4 separate regions of the Sus scrofa genome follow, and all the other regions are linked to region 2. Evidence: chromatin contacts called from public Hi-C and HiChIP or PLAC-seq data. All regions are on one chromosome and are shown on one strand. The core of a region is the stretch at or near the end of the contact, and the rest is flanking DNA. Distances in the headings are between cores, read along the strand shown. Region 1 has its middle 65 kb from the start of SP140. Region 2 has its middle 81 kb from the start of CAB39. Region 3 holds the start of SP110 (sp110 nuclear body protein). Region 4 overlaps SP110 (sp110 nuclear body protein).

Region 1 (2,700 bases), core at 189-2,688, 250 kb after region 2:
GAGGGCCACTCTTCTGCTGATTTGAATACCCACCTTACTGGTATTACAGCTCCTACTCCAAGAAAGAGGAAGAGGTGGTCTTTTCTGACCCCCACTCCCCTAGGATAATAAAACTGTAGCCCACCGAATCCTGGGGGCAGAGCTTCCATCCCTGCCTGCTTGAAACTCTTCCAAGTGTCCTATCCTAATAAACCTGTGTCTTGCCTAACACTTTATCTTTCGCTGAATTCCTTCTGCTCAGAGGCATGAAGAACCTGAACCTCAGTGAGTCCCGACACTGGGCGAGTGATTCTACTCTAAAACCATGGGTTTAAGTCCCCATCTGGGTTTAGGCTGGATTTGAATCCCAGCACGTGGGTTCAAGTCCAAGTCTCTGTTCTGGCTGGGTTTAGGCCATGAGTGCTGTCAGGTTCAGATCCAGCATCTCTGTGGCTGTGGCTGTGGCTGTGGCCAGTGGCTACAGCTCCGATTCGACCCCTAGCCTGGGAACTTCCATATGTTGAGGGTATGGCACTAAAAAGAAAAAGGAAAGAAAGAAAAGCTTTTTATCAGGAGCAACTGAAAGAATTATATATGAAGTTCTAGTTCCCCCTCCAGCGGATACTGGAAATTCAACTTTGTAAAATCCAATCTTAGGAGCTGAGAAGGCGTGGTCTCCTGGTCAAGTACACCTGCCCTTGGGAGAGGTAGGCTTAATTGGCTACTAGCATCTGGGCTGAGAACCTTTCTCATATGCTTTCCAAGCTTCTGCAAAGCCAAACCCTGCTGAACAAGCTCGTAGCCCACAGGTGGCTGTGGGGTCTGCCTCTGGCCAACCTGGCCAGTCCTGCTGGGGGACTTGGCCCCTCTTCTTCGCTCCCTTGAGCCTTGAGGGGCCCACCTGATTCTCTTTCCTTCTAAAGATGCTCCCTCTCCATCCCATGGGATCTTTCTCCACCTGGAATTCGGTATGTGGGCAGGATTCCCAGCTCTCCCTTCTGTCATTGTCCCTAGGAAATAAAAAAAAAAAAAAAATCAGAGTTCCCATGGTGGCACAGTGGGAACAAATCCGACTAGTATCCATAAGGATGAGGGTTCAATCCCTGGCCTCGATCACTGGGTCAGGAATCCAGTGTTGCCGTGAGCTGTGTTACAGATGGCAGACACCACTCAGATCTGGTGTTGCTGTGGCTGTGGTCTAGCCTGTCAGCTGCAGCTCTGATTCAACCCCTAGCCTGGGCTTTCATATGCCACAGATGTGGCCCTAAAAAGCAAAAAAAAAAGAAAAGAAAATCACAGACACTATTCACTTTACCACTGTGAAGCGACACTTGAAATAATGAAATCCAAGAAGCCATTGTCTTACTCATCTTTCCTCTGGTCTCAAGGGATTCCTTGATCTCAGGAGCCATCTAGAAAAGGGAACACCACTCAGTGGGGCTTTCCCAGCCTGAGTCCTCAGGCCTTGTGCCAACATGTGTCCTGGTTGGATAAAACCAGGGCTAGGATGCATTTACCCTGGGGACACCTTGCCCCATGAGCAGCCACCGGCATCTGATCATTTACAGAAAGGTTGAGCGGGAACTCTCTCCATCATCCAAATGCGACAGACATGGAGGCCAATTTGCCAGAAGAGAGCACAAGCCCACAAGCAAGGGCTCAGTGGTAAGGACAGTGACCCAAGCAAGGACACAGGGCCTGAGGATCAGAGGAAGGGGCAGCTGTGTGTCCACCACGTCAGCTGATGCCAGACCACGTCAGTGTCTGTTTAATGTGGAGTGGCGGTTTGACACACCAAATGCTGCAGCATCTAGTGGGGGAGATGAAGCAGAAATGTTCTTAGTTCACAAAGGCGACAGTGAGGTTTCCAACTTCAGGCACAGCAATGGTTCTCCAGGCTCTGCAGCCCGAGGCAGAGGCAGGCATCCAGGTCCAGGCACTGCGGTTGCAGCATCCGGATCCAGGACAGCTACGGTGCCCAGCTGTCAGGGTGCAGACAGAGAGGGCTGGCTCACCTGGCCCTATGACAGGGTTCTGGACTCGTTCATGGGCCCATGGACTTGTCCCGGAGAGCATGGGAACCTGGTCTCTCAGCCCTCAGTAGGTGGGTTCTGGCAGCCAGTGAAAGGAGCCTCAGGTCAGTGGGCGTGTGTTGGTACTTACCTACACGAAAAGCCAGAGATGCACAGCATAAGCTCACATCCTCCTAAAAAGTCAGGCAGAGGACTGGTCCTAAGAGAGGACAGGCCAATCCTTGGCACCTGCCAGGATCCATGAACCCTGCACTTTCTCAGACAGAGCCTAAGGGCAGATTTAGCCTTTTGTTTCTTTTCTTTTCTTTTTTTAGGGCCACACCTGCCGCATATGGAAGTTCCCAAGCTAGGTGTCCAATTGGAACTACAGCTGCCGACCTACGTCACAGCCACAGCAATGCCAGATCCCGAGCCGCGTCGGCAACCCACACCACAGCTCATGGCAACGCCGGATCCTTAACCCAGGGAGCAAGGCCAGGGATCGAACCTGCATCCTCATGGATCCTAATCAGGTTCTTTAACCGCTGAGCCAGGAAGGGAGCTCCAGATGTAGCTATTTCTGTATCTGGACCATGACCCTGTTTGTTTATGCAGCCAGTGCTTGAAATCAACATCATCTGTTTCCAGCTTCTCAAAGCAGTTTGCCCTGGACCCTTTAGCCCTGGTTCAGAGCTCTTTCGGGTAGAGC
Region 2 (2,872 bases), core at 84-2,583:
ACGCACAGAGAGTTTGGTTGTGCCAACTGCACATTGCACAGAGCGTTCCCATTAGTTAAGGAGGCCCCTCCTTATGTCCCCTTTGGTGTGAGGCCTCTTCTCCACCACACATCTCCTCCAGAGCAATGGTCATATGCTGTGCATTAGCTCGTGCTAGATAACACAAGGCTGCAAGGATGAAGAACCCCCAACACTCCCCCCGCAAGGTGGTATCCAGTTACAATAATCCATTTCATGTCTCCTCTTAAAAGACAACCATCAGCTGTGGTTCGGTTTACCTTAATCCCCAGATTTTTCTTCTTTGTTCAAGCCACCACTGAGACTCCACTTGCAGGAAGCATTCACGGAGTAGAAAATCTGCAGGGTAAGCCAGTGGAAGTCAACAGGTTCTGAGGTGGCCTCAGATGCAGGTGGAGGTGGTCAAAGGAGTTCCATCTCATTCCTCTTCGTCTTCACACCCCCAGCCCCCCCAGTTCACCCCATGAGTCAACCAAGGGGAGCTTGGTTCAGAGCATTCCCAGCCTAAAGGGAAATCCAGAAGGCAGAGATGCCCGGTTCTTAAGGTCTCTTAGGCCCAAAGAAGGTCTCAGGGACCTAGGAAGATAGCTCAGAAAGCGAGTGGAAAAGAATCAAAGACACAGGGCATCCTCATAATTTGAACTAAAACTTCTTCGTCTAGGTCATAAATACACTTACAGGCACATCAACTGCTTCAAACAGGAAAACTATCTCATGCACTAATTCCTTACATTTATTTCACTCGCTCTTACCTAGAAGGGAAGAATGCCACCTCTAATCTTGATTTTGAGCTATGTGGTTAGATGGTTAAGAAATGAGTTCTTCGCTTCCAGAACAGACAGTAAGATGAATTAGGAGAGGAAAAGGTATTTCTGAAGAGGAATGTGCAATAGCAACATTCAGCCACCAGAGGGCACTGTAGACCCTCTGGAGGTTCTGGAAAGAGCGACACGGTGTATTGAGAAAAGACGGTAAAATGCAAATTTAAGTAAAGTTTCATTTGCTAAAATTAGAGTGAAAAATGGAAATGTCTCGGGTAGTAGAGGCTTTCCTTTCATTCTGTTCTGTGTGCTCCTGCTGAAAACTGACGTCGGCTAAGGCTGCAGCAGGTTTCTGGAGGACCCCCGGACCTCAGGTCGCTGATTGGGGGGGGGGGGGGCTTGTGGGGGAGGGACTTAGGGAATAGACGGCTGGCGAGGGCAGCAGGGGTGGAGGGAGGCATTTGAAAGGGCTCCAGGCAGCGGTTGTTTACCAACTGAGCTGAAAGCCTATTTGATTCTGTGTATTGCTTTAGTGGAACGTGTTGGCTGACTTCTGCCCTAGAAGGGGGAAGGGTGCTCTGGGAAAGCGAGTGGGTGGCTCCCCGGGGGCTGAAATTGTGCCAGCAGCTGACTTCCAGTAATGGAGCTTGTGCAAGAAGTAGACAGAGCGAGTCCAGGGCTGGCGGCGGAGCGCCCGTTTCCCTGCCAGTGTTTGCTGGGAGATAACCTGCTCCTGCCTGACATTTGATTATCCAAGCCCTGCTTTGGTGGCTTATCCTGTGTATGACCCGGGAACTGACTAGATCAGATCAGGGTTTCTTTTTTGGGGGAAAAGAACGAGGTGCAAGGGACAGGACTTCCTCCTCGTCTTGAATTTCTTCACTTTTTGTTTTCTATTGAACCATTCAACTGGCCATACCTAGTTCACCCCTGGGTGCACTGGAATTTAGGGAGAAGAGCAGCGGACCCCTGGCAAGCTTGTTTTAAGCTGACACCCAGTGCATTCTGCCCCTGCTTGTTTGTAGGTAGTTGAAACCAGCAGAATAAAAGGCTCAGACGTGACTCTGAGAAGTTTCTGATATTTGCCATGACCATCTGTAAGATCTCACTCTTCACCAGGCTGAGAATTTAAACCCCTTCTTCCATTTATTTTTCTGTCCCCAAATATGCTCAGCTCTAGTGTCCTGGGTCTCCAGACAGCGCCATGTTACAACTTAGTTGGAATAATTAACACAAAGCTCCAGATTCAAATAATATGAGCCCCTTCCAATGAATATTTTTAAAATGGTGGTAAAATGTATACAACAATATTTATCATTTTAACCATTTGTAAGAGGATAATTTAGTGATAAGAAATACTTTCACAATGTTGCAAAACCATTGTTGTTGTCTATTTCCAAAACTTTTGGTCATCCCCAACCTCTGAAACAGTAACTCTCAGTTCCCTGCACCTCCACCACCAGCTCCCATAACTTATATGCTACTTTTTGTTTCTATGAATTTACCTATTCTCTGTTTCTCATATATTTAGAATTATATATTTGTCCTATGTTTGGATTGTTTCACTTAGCATAATGCTTTCACAGTCCATCAGTGTGGCAACATATATGAACATTTTTATACTTTTTAATGGCTGAATAATGTTCCATTGTATGTATTCACATTTTGTTTATCCATTCATATGTTGTTGGGCATTTGGGTTGTTTCCACTTTTTGGCTCTTGTGATAATGCTGCTTATAAATACTGGTATAGACAATAGCAATGTTTCCAATTCTTTGATTCCCTTCTTCTTCTTTCTTTTTGGATGCACCCACAGCATGCAGAGTCCCTGGGCCAAGGATCGAACCTGTGCCACAGCAGTGACAATGCCAGATCTTTAATCTGCTGAGCCACCAGGGAACTCTAGATTCCCTGCTTTCTTTTAGATATATACCTAAGAGTGGAATTGCTAGGTATGGTAGTTGTATGTAGTAATATTTGTAACATATGGTAGTTGAATATTGTAGTATTTGTAATGTATGGTAGTTGTATGTTGTAACATTTGTAACATATGGTAGTTGTATATTATAACATTTGTAACATATGGTAGTTG
Region 3 (2,879 bases), core at 36-2,535, 190 kb after region 2:
TAGTGCAGACAAAACAAATCCGTAGACATAGTGAAAGTAGATCAGTGATTGCCCAGTGCTGGGACTGAGGAGGAAACTATTGGCGAAGGGCACAAGGGGACTTTCTGGGATGATGGAAATGGCCTGTATCTTAACTGTGGTTATGATGACGTTTGTTAAATCGCATCGAAATGCACACTTAAGATGATGCATTTTTATACTCCCATCAAATTGAGCTCGTGCCCACGTATGCTAGCCTTGGTTTCAAGGTTTCTTAGACTCTAGAACTGTGTTTCCCATCTTTTTTTCTGATTTATAAGTGTCCTGTTAGGAGAGGTCCCAAGTACATTTTCAAATCATTGATTTAAGTAAGGTTAAACAGACTTCTTAGAGAAGGATTTCTCACAGTACATATTAGAAATCTTTTTTGTTTTGTTTTGTTTTTGTCTTTTTGCCTTTTCTAGGGCCGCTCCCGCCGCATATAGAGGTTCCCAGGTTAGGGGTCGAATCAGAGCCAGAGCCACAGCAACCCGGATCCGAGCCGCATCTGTGACCCACACCACAGCTCACGGCAACGCCCGATCCTTAACCTACTGAGCGAGGCCAGGAATTGAACCCCAAACCTCATGGATCCTAGCCGGATACGTTAACCACTGAGCCACGACAGGAACTCCACATATTAGCAATCTTTAATAGGATGTTTAGAGGGAGTGTTCCCTGTCTCCCTGGAGCGGCTGTTTTAGAACCTTCTCCTGGCCCCAGTTCTCTCTGGGATCTGCCCACCACTGCAGGATTTAAGTTTCTATTCAGGTTTCTTTTTAAATTTCAATTTTCTTCAGTAATAATTTTATCCTGACAAAGTATAGGCATTTCTGAGTCACCCCTCCCCTTTGTTTTTATTTTTATTTTTTTTAAGTGTGATGATTTCTAGTAAATGGATTCCTTGGTGTAACATCATCATCCCCACAATTAAGCTTAGGGACATTTTCATCACCCCAAAAAGTGTAGGAGGACGAGTCCTAAAGAAACAGAGGTAGGTACAGATGTAAATAGATAGCATAACCCCCCGCCCCAACCACGTCCTTCGGACCGCACGCCCCCTCCTCACAGTACCCTCCTCCCCAGCTGGACCACCTCTCAAACCACCAATCCCACGACCCCCAAGTCCCCTGGGAATCTCACAAGTACCGGGAGGTGCCGAGAAGCTGCGAGAAATGAGGTCTTACCTTCAGCTCTGCACAGTCCGTTCAATGCTTTCACTTTGCTTTCACTTTCCTTTCCTCGGGAAGCCTGGCCCTCACCCTGAGCCCCAAAGCACAGACTTCCTGTTTTGCCTAACCTACCTCCCTGCCCTGCTCCCAGGCTTCCAGAGCCATCCTGGGAGAGCCCCTGGACCTGGAAAGGGAAAGGAACAGATGGCAGTCTCAGTATCCAGGTGGGTTTTTTTTGCCTCGGCTGCTTTATTCAGCTTTTGGTGATTGGCTTCCCCAGGTCCTGTTCTGGCCGCAGCAGCAGGGTGAGGCTCTCTCTCTCTCTCTCTGTAAAATTCCGTTTTCCAAAGAGATAGAGAGGGTGGGTGGGACTTAATAGGAGACTGTTAAAAAGAAGACAGAAGAACCGGGGAAGCAAACACACAACTCCCCCACCCCCAAATTCTAGCCTGTTATTGCAAACGGAGCTTGAGATTTCCTCTGTACTTCCTTGTCCGTGCAGTGACCCTGCCTCTGCCCCAACCAGGCAGCTCATTCATTATTCATAGTACAAGGGACCCGAGGGAGCTGGGACACTCGTGGGAAAGAGAAAACAAGGAGAGTGCATTTAATTTCCTCTCTCACATATCAACTTCTTAATATTTTTTCCTTAAGCACATTCATGATTATTTTCTTGAAATAAATTCCCAGAGTCAGGGAGATGATCTAGAAACAAATGCAGAGGGACTTTCAGGATGCTGTTAAGCACAGCATTGTGTCAGGCAGACAGTTTGCTTTTTAAAAATGTATTTGTTATGATTACTTTTCCCATTCTTAGTGAATACGCTTTTCAAAAAAAAAAAAATTCCTAGAAGTGGAATTTAAGACTCAAGGGCATACAAATTTTAGGAGATTTGATAAGGATTACTAAATTAACCTCTAGCAGTGTCTCTGATTGTTTTCTATCTTGGCCAGTTTGGTTGGCAAACATGTTATCAGATTGTCTTTGCCCTGTTCTGACCTGACCTCTAGCAAGTTGCCGTGTTTGTCATACATTCATTGTACATTTGACTTAATTTCTTGTTTATGCCTTTCCTTTTCTTTTTCTCGCTGATATTTATCTTTACTTATTGATTTTTAAGATTCTTGTGCATAATACAAACCTGAACACTCACGTACGGGACGCAGTATCCTGCACTGGTGAGAAGAGGGGCTTTGGTCAGATGAGTCCGCTTTGCCCATGAATACCTCGGGCTAGTTAATGAACCTCTCTGTGCTTCGCCTTCATCCCTGGCAATTGTAGCAGATGAAGAGTGAGGAACACGGCAGGTGTTTTGCTCAGAACGCTGTAGTAAAATTAGTCATCCGGGGCCCCTTCCTCTTCCTAGCATGTGACCATCCTGACCTTTTCTGGCTCTGAATTGATTTTTGCCCCACATTTCCCGTGCAGATGGTAAACAGCAGACTTCTTTCCCATCTCTTCTCTGTCCTCCAGGATTTCTTCATGATTATAGACCCCCTACGTCTCTTCTTGTGGTTGCCAGTACTGTTGTGGATTATTGTTTTTGATAACATTTTTTTTTTCTGTTAAAGTGTTCAGGAATGAGGAAAAAGAGACAGGAGTGCTTAACCTGCCACTGGGATTAAGTCCCTAGAAATAGTCATGAATTATAGCTCAACTTTCTCTTTGACATCAAATGGAAAAATGGG
Region 4 (2,700 bases), core at 44-2,543, 220 kb after region 2:
CATGTCTGTCACCTACGACACAGCTCACGGCAACACCAGACCCTTAACCCACTGAGTGAGGCCAGGGATCGAACATTTGTCCTCATGGATCCTAAACAGATTTGTTTCCACTGAGCCACAACGGGAACTCCTTACCGCTATTATTTGTATTAAGTATATATACATATCTATGCTTAGTATATTGTTATACATGTGTATGTATTAACTTGTGAAAATTTGACTTCTGTATGTAATAGTTTTAACCTCCCTATCTATTGCCTTGGGCTTGCTGTTTATTTCTTAGTCAATGCTATGATTTTTCATTCATCAGGACTCATCTCTGTCTTTTCTCCCCAAACTAGTAAGGGAAAAAAATTACTTAAAAATAGTTGACCAAAAAGAGAAAAAAAAAAGTTGACCTATAAAGGATGTAAATCCATGTTTGCAGTTGTAAATGACTATTCATTTTTTATATATTAGAAAAGAGGGGAAAAGATGTCTGTTCAGGGAGTTCCCATCGTGGCACAGCATAAACGAATCCGACTAGGAACCCTGAGGTTTCGGGTTCGATCCCTGGCCTCGCTCAGTGGGTTAAGGATCTGGTGTTGCCATGAGCTGCGGTGTAGGTCACAGATGCAGCACTGATCCCAAGTTACTGTGGCTCTGGCATAGGCCGGTGGCTATAGCTTCCATTTGACCCCTAGCCTGGGAACCTCCATATGCTGCAAGCGAGGCCCTAAAAAGGAAAAAAAAAAAAAAAAAAAAAAAGCCAACCATGTTCCCATTTCTGGTGGGATGGGCTTTTGCTTCCTGTGTTGGTCAGGGGTGAGCCCTCCCGGCCCCCCACCCTTGCTTCTGTGCTCTGTGCTCTGGTGTGTCTTGGGTCCCCTGTCCTTGCCCCCTCCCTCCTCCTGGCATTCCTGTTCCTTCCGCTTTTATAATTTACTTCTGCATCATCTCTTGTCACTCTCCCTTCCCTCTTTAGGCACCTGCCACACTGGCCTTTTCCCCCATTAACTTATTCCTGAGCGTGAGGTGTGCTACCCAAGCTGGGGTCTACAGACTGCTGCCCACTGCAAGCCGGCTTGTTGCAGTCTGCAAAAATAAAGAGCTTGTAAATCAGCTGTGGCTCTGAGCACACTGCTTCCCTAGCGAGACAGCAGTGCTCTGATGTCCATGCGGGCTGAGCCTCACATTATGGCAGGGCAGCATCTTGAGCAGCGTGGTGGCACGTGGGGAAGAAGGCAGGCGCTTCAGTGTACGCTTGAGGAGTTAACACAAAGGAAAAGCCCACAGGTACCCAGGCCTCAGGCCAAGAAACGGAATGTAATCCACGGCCGCATTCCAATCCCCACCCACACACCCAAGGGCAGGCACCAGGCTGGTTTTTCCCAGCGTTCATCCTCCTTCTCGCTCAGGACCTGTGTCCTCTCGCTCCGGCATCGACTCCCTCCCCAAAGCCACGCTCTCATCCTTCCTCCTCCTCTGCCACACAGTCTCGGACTTCACCTTTGTCCTGCGGGCAGGGGTAGGTCTCCCTGACATGCTTTTGTCACATGTGTAATTAACTGTGTACATTCTGTTCACTCCCTGCAGTCGAATGAGGTCAGTACATGGATCTGGCTCCCTCATTACTCCTCGTCTCCTCTAGGCCCCAGAGTTTGTGCTTAAAGGGCTGTCAGATCAATACAGTATTCCTTCTTTCAAGTATGGATACCAATATTAGGACCACCGTGGACCCATACAAAGAACTTTGTAAACTAGAGGAAAAAAAAAAAATCAGCACCTTTTTCCATGCACTTGGGCTAGAGCTGGCCCCCAGAGTCTTGAAACAGGCACTTTGCTGCCCTCTGCTGGACACATATGGGAAGTGTACAAATGGATTCTGTCTCTGAGGTGACCTGCCCCAAGGCCTCCCTCCAACATCCGCCCCAGCGCCCCCCACCAGCACCTTAAAAGGGGAATTCCTTGCTCAGTGCACATCCCACACAACCAGATGCAGAGGCCCTGACAGCAATGTAAGTGTGTACATCACTTTACAGTTAGCAAGGCACGCTGTTCTTTGCTATCATTTAATCTTCAAATAGAAAAATTTCAGCCCCTTTTGCAGATTCAATTAGAGCATAAAAGACTTGCATGAGCTGGAATCAAACTAGATGTTTTAATCCCAAGTCCTTTGTTCTTGGAAGTTCCTGTCGTGGCTCAGGGGTAACCCACCCTGTTCTTTTTGTTTGTTTGTTTGTCTTTTTGTCTTTTAGGGCCGCACCCACATATGGAGTTTCCCAGGCTCGGCGTCAGGTTCAATCCCTGGCCCTGCTCCGTGGGTTCAGGATCCCTCATTGCTGTGAGCTCTGGTGTAGGTCACAGACGTGGCTCGGATCCCACATTTCTGTGGCTGTGCTGTGGGCTGGCAGCTGCTGGTCCAATTTGACCCCTAGCCCAGGAACGTCCTTTTGCCTGGGGTGTGGCCCTAAAAAGCAAAGCAAAACAAAACAAAGTCCTTTGTTCGTTACACTGAAAAAAATACCCCCTGGCCTTTTTAGAGAACACGGGTAGGAGGCAAGAGTCCAGGCAAGCGTTGGCAGCTGTCCATCACCAAACCACTTCTCCTGCTTCCTTAGCACGTGGCCCCGGCTTTGACTTCTGATTTAATGTCATGTCTCTGTGCACTTATCAGTCGTATGATGTAGTCTTGTTGAGGTGTTTCTTTTTATACGTAGG

Evidence for each region. A called contact is a pair of places that touch in the nucleus more often than the background predicts. HiChIP or PLAC-seq counts read pairs in DNA pulled down with a chosen protein or histone mark.
Region 1: an H3K27ac HiChIP or PLAC-seq map of alveolar macrophages shows a contact between it and region 2. The contact joins two enhancer-like sites. A contact is called at or near these places in 1 of 5 promoter capture datasets (fetal liver) and 1 of 2 datasets of contacts at active chromatin or transcription factors (alveolar macrophages).
Region 3: an H3K27ac HiChIP or PLAC-seq map of alveolar macrophages shows a contact between it and region 2. The contact joins the promoter of SP110 here to the enhancer-like site in region 2. A contact is called at or near these places in 2 of 5 promoter capture datasets (fetal liver and fetal skeletal muscle), 4 of 47 Hi-C or Micro-C datasets (alveolar macrophages, embryonic fibroblasts and liver) and 2 of 2 datasets of contacts at active chromatin or transcription factors (alveolar macrophages and skeletal muscle).
Region 4: a contact with region 2 is called in a Hi-C map of liver, with 11 times the contacts expected there. The contact joins two enhancer-like sites. A contact is called at or near these places in 4 of 5 promoter capture datasets (fetal liver, fetal skeletal muscle, liver and 1 more), 31 of 47 Hi-C or Micro-C datasets (adipose tissue, alveolar macrophages, blood and 17 more) and 2 of 2 datasets of contacts at active chromatin or transcription factors (alveolar macrophages and skeletal muscle).

The regions. Positions count from the first base shown.
Region 1 is chr15:131,159,144-131,161,843 of Sscrofa11.1, reverse strand. No RefSeq gene overlaps it. Among named protein-coding and RNA genes, the nearest start is that of SP140, 65 kb to the left of the region's middle. Within about 2 kb of position 1,438, at least 4 of the 83 cell types and tissues checked have an H3K27ac peak or open chromatin away from gene starts, as enhancers often do. A contact at or near this core is called in alveolar macrophages and fetal liver, where this site is marked.
Region 2 is chr15:131,410,297-131,413,168 of Sscrofa11.1, reverse strand. No RefSeq gene overlaps it. Among named protein-coding and RNA genes, the nearest start is that of CAB39, 81 kb to the left of the region's middle. Within about 2 kb of position 1,333, at least 54 of the 83 cell types and tissues checked have an H3K27ac peak or open chromatin away from gene starts, as enhancers often do. A contact at or near this core is called in adipose tissue, alveolar macrophages, embryonic fibroblasts and 6 more, where this site is marked.
Region 3 is chr15:131,224,949-131,227,827 of Sscrofa11.1, reverse strand. It overlaps SP110 (sp110 nuclear body protein), which reads left to right and starts at 1,285. Exons shown (of 17, transcript XM_021075649.1): 1 at 1,285-1,414. The coding sequence starts at 1,395. It overlaps SP140 (nuclear body protein SP140), which reads right to left and starts at 2,523. Exons shown (of 25, transcript XM_021075644.1): 1 at 2,333-2,523.
Region 4 is chr15:131,185,999-131,188,698 of Sscrofa11.1, reverse strand. All of the region lies in intron 9 of SP110 (sp110 nuclear body protein), which reads left to right. Among named protein-coding and RNA genes, the nearest start is that of SP140, 38 kb to the left of the region's middle. Within about 2 kb of position 1,293, at least 31 of the 83 cell types and tissues checked have an H3K27ac peak or open chromatin away from gene starts, as enhancers often do. A contact at or near this core is called in adipose tissue, alveolar macrophages, fetal liver and 5 more, where this site is marked.